2 separate regions of the Mus musculus genome follow, and region 1 is linked to region 2. The links are chromatin contacts, called in public HiChIP or PLAC-seq maps. All regions are on one chromosome and are shown on one strand. Each heading gives the region's core, a stretch centred on a gene start, on an enhancer-like site or on the middle of the called end of the contact. The rest is flanking DNA. Distances are from core to core; before and after follow the strand shown. Region 1 overlaps Arih2 (ariadne RBR E3 ubiquitin protein ligase 2). Region 2 holds the start of Ccdc71 (coiled-coil domain containing 71).

Region 1 (4,311 bases), core at 884-3,383, 170 kb after region 2:
TGCCTCAGTACAGGGGAACGCCAGGGCCAAGAAGTAAGAGTGGGTGGGTGGGGGCGGGTATGGGGGACTTTTGGGATAGCATTGGAAATGTAAATGAAGAAAATACCCAATAAATTTTAAAAAAGGAACTTGCATTTTATACCTTAACAAAAAAAGTATATTTATGTACTTTATCACTTTATTTTACTTTTTTTTTTTTTCTGAGACAAAACCTACATAGACCAGGCTGGCCTTGGACCCAGATGATCCTGCCCTGCCTCCTGAGTGCTGGAATTGTTACTTGCCACCTAGCCCATCCTGGCTTTGATTTATTTATTTATCGAGACAGATATCGGTATTAGAGACATGCGCTGCCACATCTGGCATGAATTTTTACTTTAAATAATCAGAATTTAAACTTTCCCTTAAGATTTTATTGTTTTCTCCTCCTCCTCCTTATTTATTTTATACATATGAGTTTACCACCATTGCTCTCTTCAGACACACCAGAGGAGGCCATCCAGACCCCATTACAGATGGTTGTGAGCCACCATGAGGTTGCTGGGAATTGAACTCAGGACCTCTGGAAAAGAGGTCAGTGCTCTTAACTGCTGAGCCATCTCTCCAGCCCAAGACTTTGTTTAAAGCACTGATTTCTATTTTTCTACAAGTTTATCTGGGCATGGCAGTGCAAGCCTCCCATCACCACACTAGAGAGGCAGAAGCAGGAAAATCTCTGTGTATTGGAGACCAACCTGGTTTACAAAGTGAGTTCTAACTGCAGTGCCCTTATTGAGGGTGATGCATGTGACATGGTACCTGTGTGGAGGTCAGAGGACAACCTGTGAAGCCGACTGTTATCCACCCATCTTTTTTTTTTTTTTTTTTTAAGACAGGTCTCACTTATATAGCCTTGGCTATTCTGGAACTCACTATGTAGGCCAGGTTGGCTTCTTCTTCTTCTTTTTTTTTTTTTTTTTTTTTTTGTTTTTCGAGACAGGGTTTCTCTGTGTAGCCCTGGCTGTCCTGGAACTCACTCTGTAGACCAGGCTGGCCTCGAACTCAGAAAATCCGCCTGCCTCTGCCTCCCAAGTGCTGGGATTAAAGGCGTGAGCCACCATGCCCGGCCCAGGTTGGCTTCTTACAGACTTTCCTGCCTCTGCCTTCCACGTGCTGGGTGAGATTAAAGGTGTGCGCCACCATGCCCCGCTAAACTTTTAGGTCAGTTCCAGGGATCAAATTTGGGTCATGGCCAGGCTTATGCAGCAAAGTGTCTTTACCCAATGGGTAATCTTGCAGGTGCTATTTTCTTTTTAATTTTATTTCATGGTGTTCTGGTCCTGGATGCATTGCTTTCATGTGTGTCTGCACAGACTTGTATGACTGGTGACCAAGCAGGCCAGAAGAAGGCATCAGACCACCTAGAATTGGAGTTACAGAGGGTTGTGAGCTGCCATGTGGGAACTGGGAACTGAATCTAGAATCAAGAAGGGCTTCCAGGGTTTCCAGGGCTCTTAACAACTGAGTCAACTCTCCTGCCCCTGTTTGCTTTTGAAACAGGGTCTTGTTATGTCATTGTACCTACGCTGAGACTTTGAATGTAAACTGATTCTTCTGCCTCTACTTCATGAGTGCTGGGATATAGGTGTGTGCCACCATCCTAGCTGTAATTTTAACAGTTTTAAACAAAGGCTAACTGATTATATATTATAAATTCTAGACGGTCATGTAATTTTCACTAGCCCTACGACAGTTTACCTGACCAAGCCTAAGAAGTTCCACTGAATGTTTTGCTATCAACTTGCCATATTCTCAAAGTCACTCAATGTCCACAAGGAATGTCTTTCAGGTTAGTTTGCTTAGTGGCCTGTCTGTGACCTATCATATTTGTGCCCAAACCACACTCAGTGTCAACACACACACATACCAAAATCAGGCCATCTGACTTGGAGCTAAGAAAAAACGATGACTGCAAAGGCAGGGAAGGGGAAGCAAGCCAACACTGGCACTTCCCTGGAGTGGGCTGAGCAGTGTGCAGTGGGTAAAGTGCTTGGCAAGCAAGTATGATGACCACAGTCGGGATCCCCAGCACCCTTTAAGTGTGGAATAGGCTTGGCAGCTTGCCTGTATTCCCAGCATGCTCAAGAGGCCCAGACATGTGACCCCTAGAGCACACTGATTAGCAAACTCTGGACTCAAAGACCCTAACTCCATATAAGGTAGAGAGTCACTGGGAAGAATTCTAGGACCTCTAGTCTCCACAGTAATGCTCACACACACACATACAACCCATGTCTGCCTGTACACACTGTAAGCATGCAGGCATACGAACATACCACAAACAAGAAAAAAGGGGGTGGGGTAGGCCTACCCTCAACTTTCATGGTGGCTTGAAGAGCATTTCATAGAATAAAAATGGGGTTAGAGCAGAAATCAGGTACAGTCCATCTTTCTGCCTTTCTCCCCCTTTTCCCTGAGCCCTCAATACCTATAACAAGATGGAGCAGATGCTGGTGGGAACCTGTCCTTCCAACTTGAAGGACACTTCTTGATGACATTTACCCTACATAATATTCTGTACTGCCTATAGGCCGCAATCCAATACAGCATCTCCAGATCTTTATTTCAAAAAACATTGACTTTACACGTGTCAAAATGAGTGTTTCTGATCACCAGTACTTCCCAAAGGTGTCAAACATCTAACAACGTCCTTTATAGTCTGTGTTTGTAAAGGAAACTGAAAAGTTATCTCTCTACCACAGACTTTCAAACATGTTCAGCAATTACCACTTAGTGACACAGAGAGACCTACAGAAGTAGACAGCAGTATAGGAGTCAAGTTTTCCTTTCTGGTTTTAAAGAGTTAGTGACTGTGCCACTCAATTTTATTAATACTTCAAAAGCAAGGTGCTGGACGAAAAGCAGAGACCACAGGGAAATTCAGGATTTAGGTATGTATTGTTAAGATTTCCTCACTGAGACGTAATGACATCTATACAAATACTTTAGTTTGTATTATCAACCAGCAGGTGGTCCCAAACAAGGATAACAGCACAGAAGCCTATAGCCTCACCACTTCATAAGCTGCTCTAGAACAGGAGTTTTCAACCTTGCTAATGCCGCGATCCTTAATACAGTTCCGCATGCTATGATGATCCCTAACCACAAAATTATTTTCATTGCTACTTCATAACTGTAAATTTGCGACAGTTATGAATCATAATGAAAATTATTTTTGGAGATAAAGGTTTGCTAAACCTTTCACAATCCACAGGTTAAGAACTGCTAGAGACATATGCCCTCATAAGCTAAGAATTTTAGAGATAATCAAAATGAAGTCAAACAAAACAGCCAGCTCAGGATGGAAACTATCTTGGTAACTATAGTGGGTTGAATAAGAATGACCCCATAATATCTCAGAGTTGAATACTCGGTCCCCAGGAAGTATCACAATTTGAAAGGATTAGGAGGTGTGGCCTTGTTGGAGAAAGTGTGTCACTGAGGGTGGGCCATGAGTTTTCACATAGCCCATTCCAAGCAGTCTCTCTCTTCCAACGAAGATACAACTCTCAGCTAATTCTCCAGCCCTGTGCCTGCCTGTGTGCCAACAAGTTTCCTGCCATGACGAAAACCTTCTAAACTTCTGAAACTCTAAGTCCCAGTCAAATGTTTTCTTTTGTAAGAGGTGCCATGATCACGAGGTCTCCCCTTCAAAGCCACAGAACAGTAACCACGACAGTGACATTTGTCTGATAGATAAGGCAGATTCAATAGCAATTTGGTTCTGGGCATACAAACAATTCTGTGACCCACTACCCTATTCTAGTTTTCAATTTTATTCACTGTGTCTTTTCACCACTAGGTTCAGGTTCTTTGTGTGTGTGTGTGTGTGTGGGGTTGTTGGGGGACTCAATATAGGGTTTCTCTGTGTGGCCCTGACTGTCCTAGAACTCACTCTGTAGACCAGGCTGGTCTCGAACTCTCAGAGACCTGCCTCCTGAGTGCTGGCACCACTAGGTTCTCAAAGAGAGAATACGTTAGTAAAATTATTTTTCAACTACAAGTTCCAAGTTCCAAGTTTACCTCAAGGCTGTTAGTAAATAACACCACAAATTTCTTCCCAAGTTCCCACCAATTGCAACCTCCTCACGAATTCAAGCAAGCCATTATTAAAATTTTAATTACTTGAGTAAACATTTGCATCTCTTGCCTACAGAGAACTAAATATACCACGGAAGATAAATCCTGCTCCTTAAGGAAACACAAAGCACAATCGACATTTAGGACCTCTCTGGTTAAGAGCCAAGTGTGTATCTTTGGAACAAATTCCTA
Region 2 (4,480 bases), core at 438-2,937:
TGCTCTGATGAGAGTCCCACATCAGTTGTAACACCAAGGTGTATCCCCCTTTGATAGCTAGGTTCCCTCACTTTCACCGTTCCCTCAGTAGCCATAGAGAGAAGGAACAGAGAGAGAATGGACCCAGCCTTCTTGTCCTCCATTTTGCTCTGACCTCTGGGTTTGATAATGCAAGAGAGGAATCTCCTTCTAGGGCACATTTGGCCTGCTAGAGCACATCTGGCCTGCTACTATGCCTGGAAGGCACCAAGCTCTGCCTCTTGGCAGAAGTGGCTTCTGTTTGCATAGTTATGGCTCATCCTGGTGTAGGTCCATAAGGCCCTTTTTCTCTACCAAGAGAAATGACTGGAGGTACTGACCCCAGACTGCCCGCAGATTTTGTGGTTCCTCTTGGGTACTTGGCTACCCAGAAACTGTCAGGAGTCTCCTGTCGGTGCCAAAGCTCTGAGAAGTAAACAGGCATCAAGTGAGGCCTTGGGTATTGATGGGTGGTTGATACTTATCTTTAAAGATGACAGATCCCTCTACATAGGCTGGGAAACACAGAACAGCTAAGGATCTTTCAGTCGTACAAAAGAGGAAGAAGGCTAGTATCCAGCTCCCACATGAAGCACTTCAAACACCCTTGTCTACCTACCCCAAACTCTTAGACAGGTCCAGATGCCTTCACTCCCTCATCCATGAAACCAAAGCTTTCCTGATGCCTCCTAAACTGGACTAGGAAGCATCTGACAAGGGGGTCCTTTCCTTAAAGCTGTGAAGCCAGGCATGGCAGCACATGCCACCTTTGATCCCAGGAATCCAGGGCTATGTAGGGATACACTGTCTCCAAAAAGGACAAGGTTTGGAAAATATGCTGACTGTTCATCTGAGGTCTCAGATTCCTAGAGTTAGTTTTAACCTGTGTCCTCAAATACTGCTGAGGAGAGGGCTCTGTAACTAACCATCTTGTGTTGTCTACAGGACATAGGTAGGACTGAGTTTGCAATCTCTTTGCCAACAGAGCCAACGGATTCTGGGCACTGTAACGACTGAAAAGTGTTACTTTGTGCCATTCGAGGTGCTTTGGCTGAGCCAGATCTTGGCACTCCACTGTGTATACATACCTGAGCAAGTATATTCAGGCCCACATTGATGTACTGTGACTTACAGACTGGCCATCTACAGCCCCAGGCTGCTGTGTATTACTTGTGCCTACATGTATATACCAGCTTTTCATGCAGTGTGCCAGGGTTAAGCCCATTCTCAGGAGAGGAGCGCCTGCTACTCTTTCAGGAAGTACTTGTGTGGTGAAACAAGGGGACTTTCCTGAGATAATCCCTGTCAGGCACACTCTCTTCTGATCAGGTGCCAGAGAAAGAGTAAGGTCCTGGGGTGTAGAATAGCATAGAGCTTGCCAGGAGTCACTTTGACTCCTATATTACCAGGACATTTTAGAAAAGTGGTCCTTAGTCCAATCCTGACTGGGATCCTGTGACTTTTGCCTTCTATGTGCACAGGCTCCCATACTGGATCAGATAGGTTTGGACTTGTCACCTCCGAGGCCACCCCCTCCAGGCAGCCCTCCGAAGTACTCAACCTGCTCCGCCCCCAGACTTGGGGGGGGAGGGGAGAGTTCTAGGGGTCAAGGGTCACCAGGCGGGCTAGATCCCGGAAGCGGAAGCACGGTGTACTTCCGGCGCGCAGCAGGCGGCCATGTTGGAGCGGCGGAGGCGGCGCAGAGGTGCGTCCTGGGTCCCCGCGGCGGCGCCGGTAGGTTGGAGCCGCGGGCCTAGCGGTGGTGCGGAGTGGCTGCCCATGAGGCCACAGGGCGGCAGGGCGAAGGGACTGGGTGGCCGGCCCTTCCGGGATCCTCATTTTCCCAGGGCTTGGCCGAGACACCCCACCCCTACCCAGGACCCCACCCTGGGGGTTCTGAGGATCCTGTCGGGCGACCACTGCCCACCTTACACATTTCGCCGCCGCCGTAACCCCGACTCCCCGTCGCCGTTCAGGCCCCGGGGCCTCGGTCTCCCCGCCTGAGGGCCCCGATCTGCCCCTGATCCCAGTCCGCCCGATTAGTATGCCCGCCCCCAGTCTTCTGTCAACTTCCTGTGCTGGCCCCAAAGGAATGTGTGAAGGCAAAAGTCAGCCTGGCTGCAGCCTCTGTTTACAAAGCTTCTTGAGAGCCAAGAAGCACCCTCCCTCCCATGGGCTCAGAATGACCTAGGCAAAGAGCCCCTTGGTCCCCGCCCCGTAATATGAGCGCCGGAGGTTTGGGGTGGGAGGTAGGTCGTCCCCCTCTGTCCTACAGTTCATAGCCCACCCATTCAAAACATAAATAAATAAATAAATAAATAAATGAAAGCATTAACTTGGATTGTACTTGAAGAGCATCCTCTGGGGAGGGGAAGTGCCTCAGACACCTGAGGATCCAAGAATGTTTCCAAACAAAGAGCCCCAGGGCACTTTCTCCGGGGAGTCTGAGGACTGTGTGTCTGCTTCATTAGAGCTGTGCAGAGCGGCGGCACAGACGGGCTCCTAGACTCCAGGGACCTGTCTCATCCCAGCTGATCTTTTAACGCTCCGGTGCAGCTGGGGAATTTACCTTTTGACTCGGGAAGCCCTCAGATGCTGCGTTGGAGTGCTGGGTGTAACTTCTGAGTGACAGCCATGGCTTCCTTAAGGAAGCATAGGACGATTTGAGTGGTCCCAGACAGCTGCATCTGTTGGGACCACTAACATCTAAGGTCTGTTGCCTTTTAAGCGCTACGGCTTGGCCTACCTTCCTAGTTGGAATCTTTCCCTGTCCTTTGTCGTCAAACCTTGAACTCCTTGGTCTCGTTGCCTGGTCTCTTGCTTGCCTTAGAGATGTTTGCAACTGTCTTTTTTTTTTGGGCGGGTCTGTGTCTTATATTGGGTTTGAACTCCAAGACTAGAGCTAGGAATCAGGTCACTGAGTATCCTGTCTATAGACTCTGGTAAGGAGATGAGCCACCCCCTGCACTGGAACGTTGGCAGTTGGATGAACAGTGGTGGGGTGGACATCAGGTGGTGTAAGTCTGGGTCTTTGGGCCTATGTTCAAAGGCCTTAGTCTGTCTTCCTCAGCTACAGCCTGGCCTTCATCCATATGGTCCGTACTCTTCTTTACTTGATAGCCTCTGCAGGAGTTGCTACCCTTTTTGCTCCATTTGTACCTGCTCCTTTTTTGGTTGGCACGCAGACAGATAGGTAGATGTTACTGCTTCCAGGAGTCCTTCCCTAACCTATTAGAAGCTGGCTTGGAGAGCACCATCTGCTTCTAAGAACCTTTAATGGCAGCTGTGTCTTCACTTCCGGACTGGGTTCTTTGAGGACTGAGGTATTTGCTTATATTCCTGGGACTGAGTCTAGATATTTAGAACACCAGGAAAGAAAAGAATCAAAAGGAAACAGGCGTGGTAGTGCACAGTGTTGGGCAGCTGAGCAGCAGATCGTGTGCATCGACACGTTCCAGACCGGGAGCATAGCAAGCTCCCTGTCAAAGAGGAAAGAGTAGGATGTAGCTGAGCTCTTGGCGCGCGTTTGTGATCCTAACAGCTGGGAGGCTTCAGGAGGAGGAGTCTGAGTTTGAGGCCAGTTTGGACCTCATGGCAAACTCCAGAACAGCCAGACCTGTACTGTAGTGAGACCCTTTGTACTAATCAACTAAGCGCGATAGTAGCACTTGCCTGTAATCCCAGCACTTGAGACAGAGGGGCTGGGGGTCCAAGGCTGGCCTCAGCTCTATACAGAGTTAGAGATCAGCCTAGCTGATGAGGGACCTTGACTTAAAGCCAGAAAAGAAAAATGCCATTGCATTAAAACGAGCTAGATCTAAGTCTCCACAGAAGCCCGGTGGTAGGGTAGATGGTCTGAGGTGCTTCTGAGCATATATCCCAAAGAAATGGCCCAACGTGGTAGAGATGGTCAGGAGACCCTGGAGAGATTTATTCTGGCCAGGCCTTTCTGTCGCAGAGGGAGGGAGCCTGGCTCAAGCCGCCTGCCTTTTTTTTTTTTTAAGCTCTGTGTCCTGGTACCATTCTCATCGACTCTTTTCTTCTTGCTTTGGAGGTGCCAAGTGCTGGTTTGTGGATACCCAGGCAAGCCTGCAGTGCCCAATGCCATGAGCATGGTAGTGCAGCCTGTGGAGGAGAAAGCTGTGCACTCGTGGTCACGTATCTCCACGGCAGGGAAGAAAGCCCTGGAAGAGGCCCTGCTTGTGTTTAATCCCATGAGCCAGGATCTCAGTGCCACAGAGGCCCAGCTCGTGGCCTTCCTCCAGGGTCTGCGAGATGATGGCTTCCAACCGACCATTCTTCGAAGTGGAGATGTCTATGGTTATAGTTCATGCACAGCCAGCCCCCCCAGCCAGACAAAGCTACAAGCTCGTACCATCAACCCACCTGCCACGTCACTTCCCAAAACTGCTGTGTCAGTCCCTGCAGGCCGGACCACCTTGCTCCCTGTGCCACTGTCTGG

The links. HiChIP or PLAC-seq counts read pairs in DNA pulled down with a chosen protein or histone mark.
Region 1: a contact with region 2 is called in an H3K4me3 HiChIP or PLAC-seq map of bone marrow-derived macrophages, with 2.4 times the contacts expected there. The contact joins the enhancer-like site here to the promoter of Ccdc71 in region 2. A contact is called at or near these places in 1 of 39 promoter capture datasets (liver), 3 of 115 datasets of contacts at active chromatin or transcription factors (bone marrow-derived macrophages, embryonic stem cells and microglia) and 3 of 9 other capture datasets (adipose tissue, liver and pancreatic islet).

The regions. Positions count from the first base shown.
Region 1 is chr9:108,624,653-108,628,963 of GRCm38.p6, forward strand. The region is part of intron 3 of Arih2 (ariadne RBR E3 ubiquitin protein ligase 2); the gene reads right to left. Among named protein-coding and RNA genes, the nearest start is that of Arih2, 23 kb to the right of the region's middle. Within about 2 kb of position 2,134, at least 21 of the 459 cell types and tissues checked have an H3K27ac peak or open chromatin away from gene starts, as enhancers often do. A contact at or near this core is called in bone marrow-derived macrophages, where this site is marked.
Region 2 is chr9:108,458,866-108,463,345 of GRCm38.p6, forward strand. It overlaps Ccdc71 (coiled-coil domain containing 71), which reads left to right and starts at 1,688. Exons shown (of 2, transcript NM_133744.5): 1 at 1,688-1,752; 2 at 4,073-4,480. The coding sequence starts at 4,125. Gm51295 (predicted gene, 51295) reads left to right here and starts at 229; the gene lies at 229-295. It also overlaps a transcript of Klhdc8b not described here.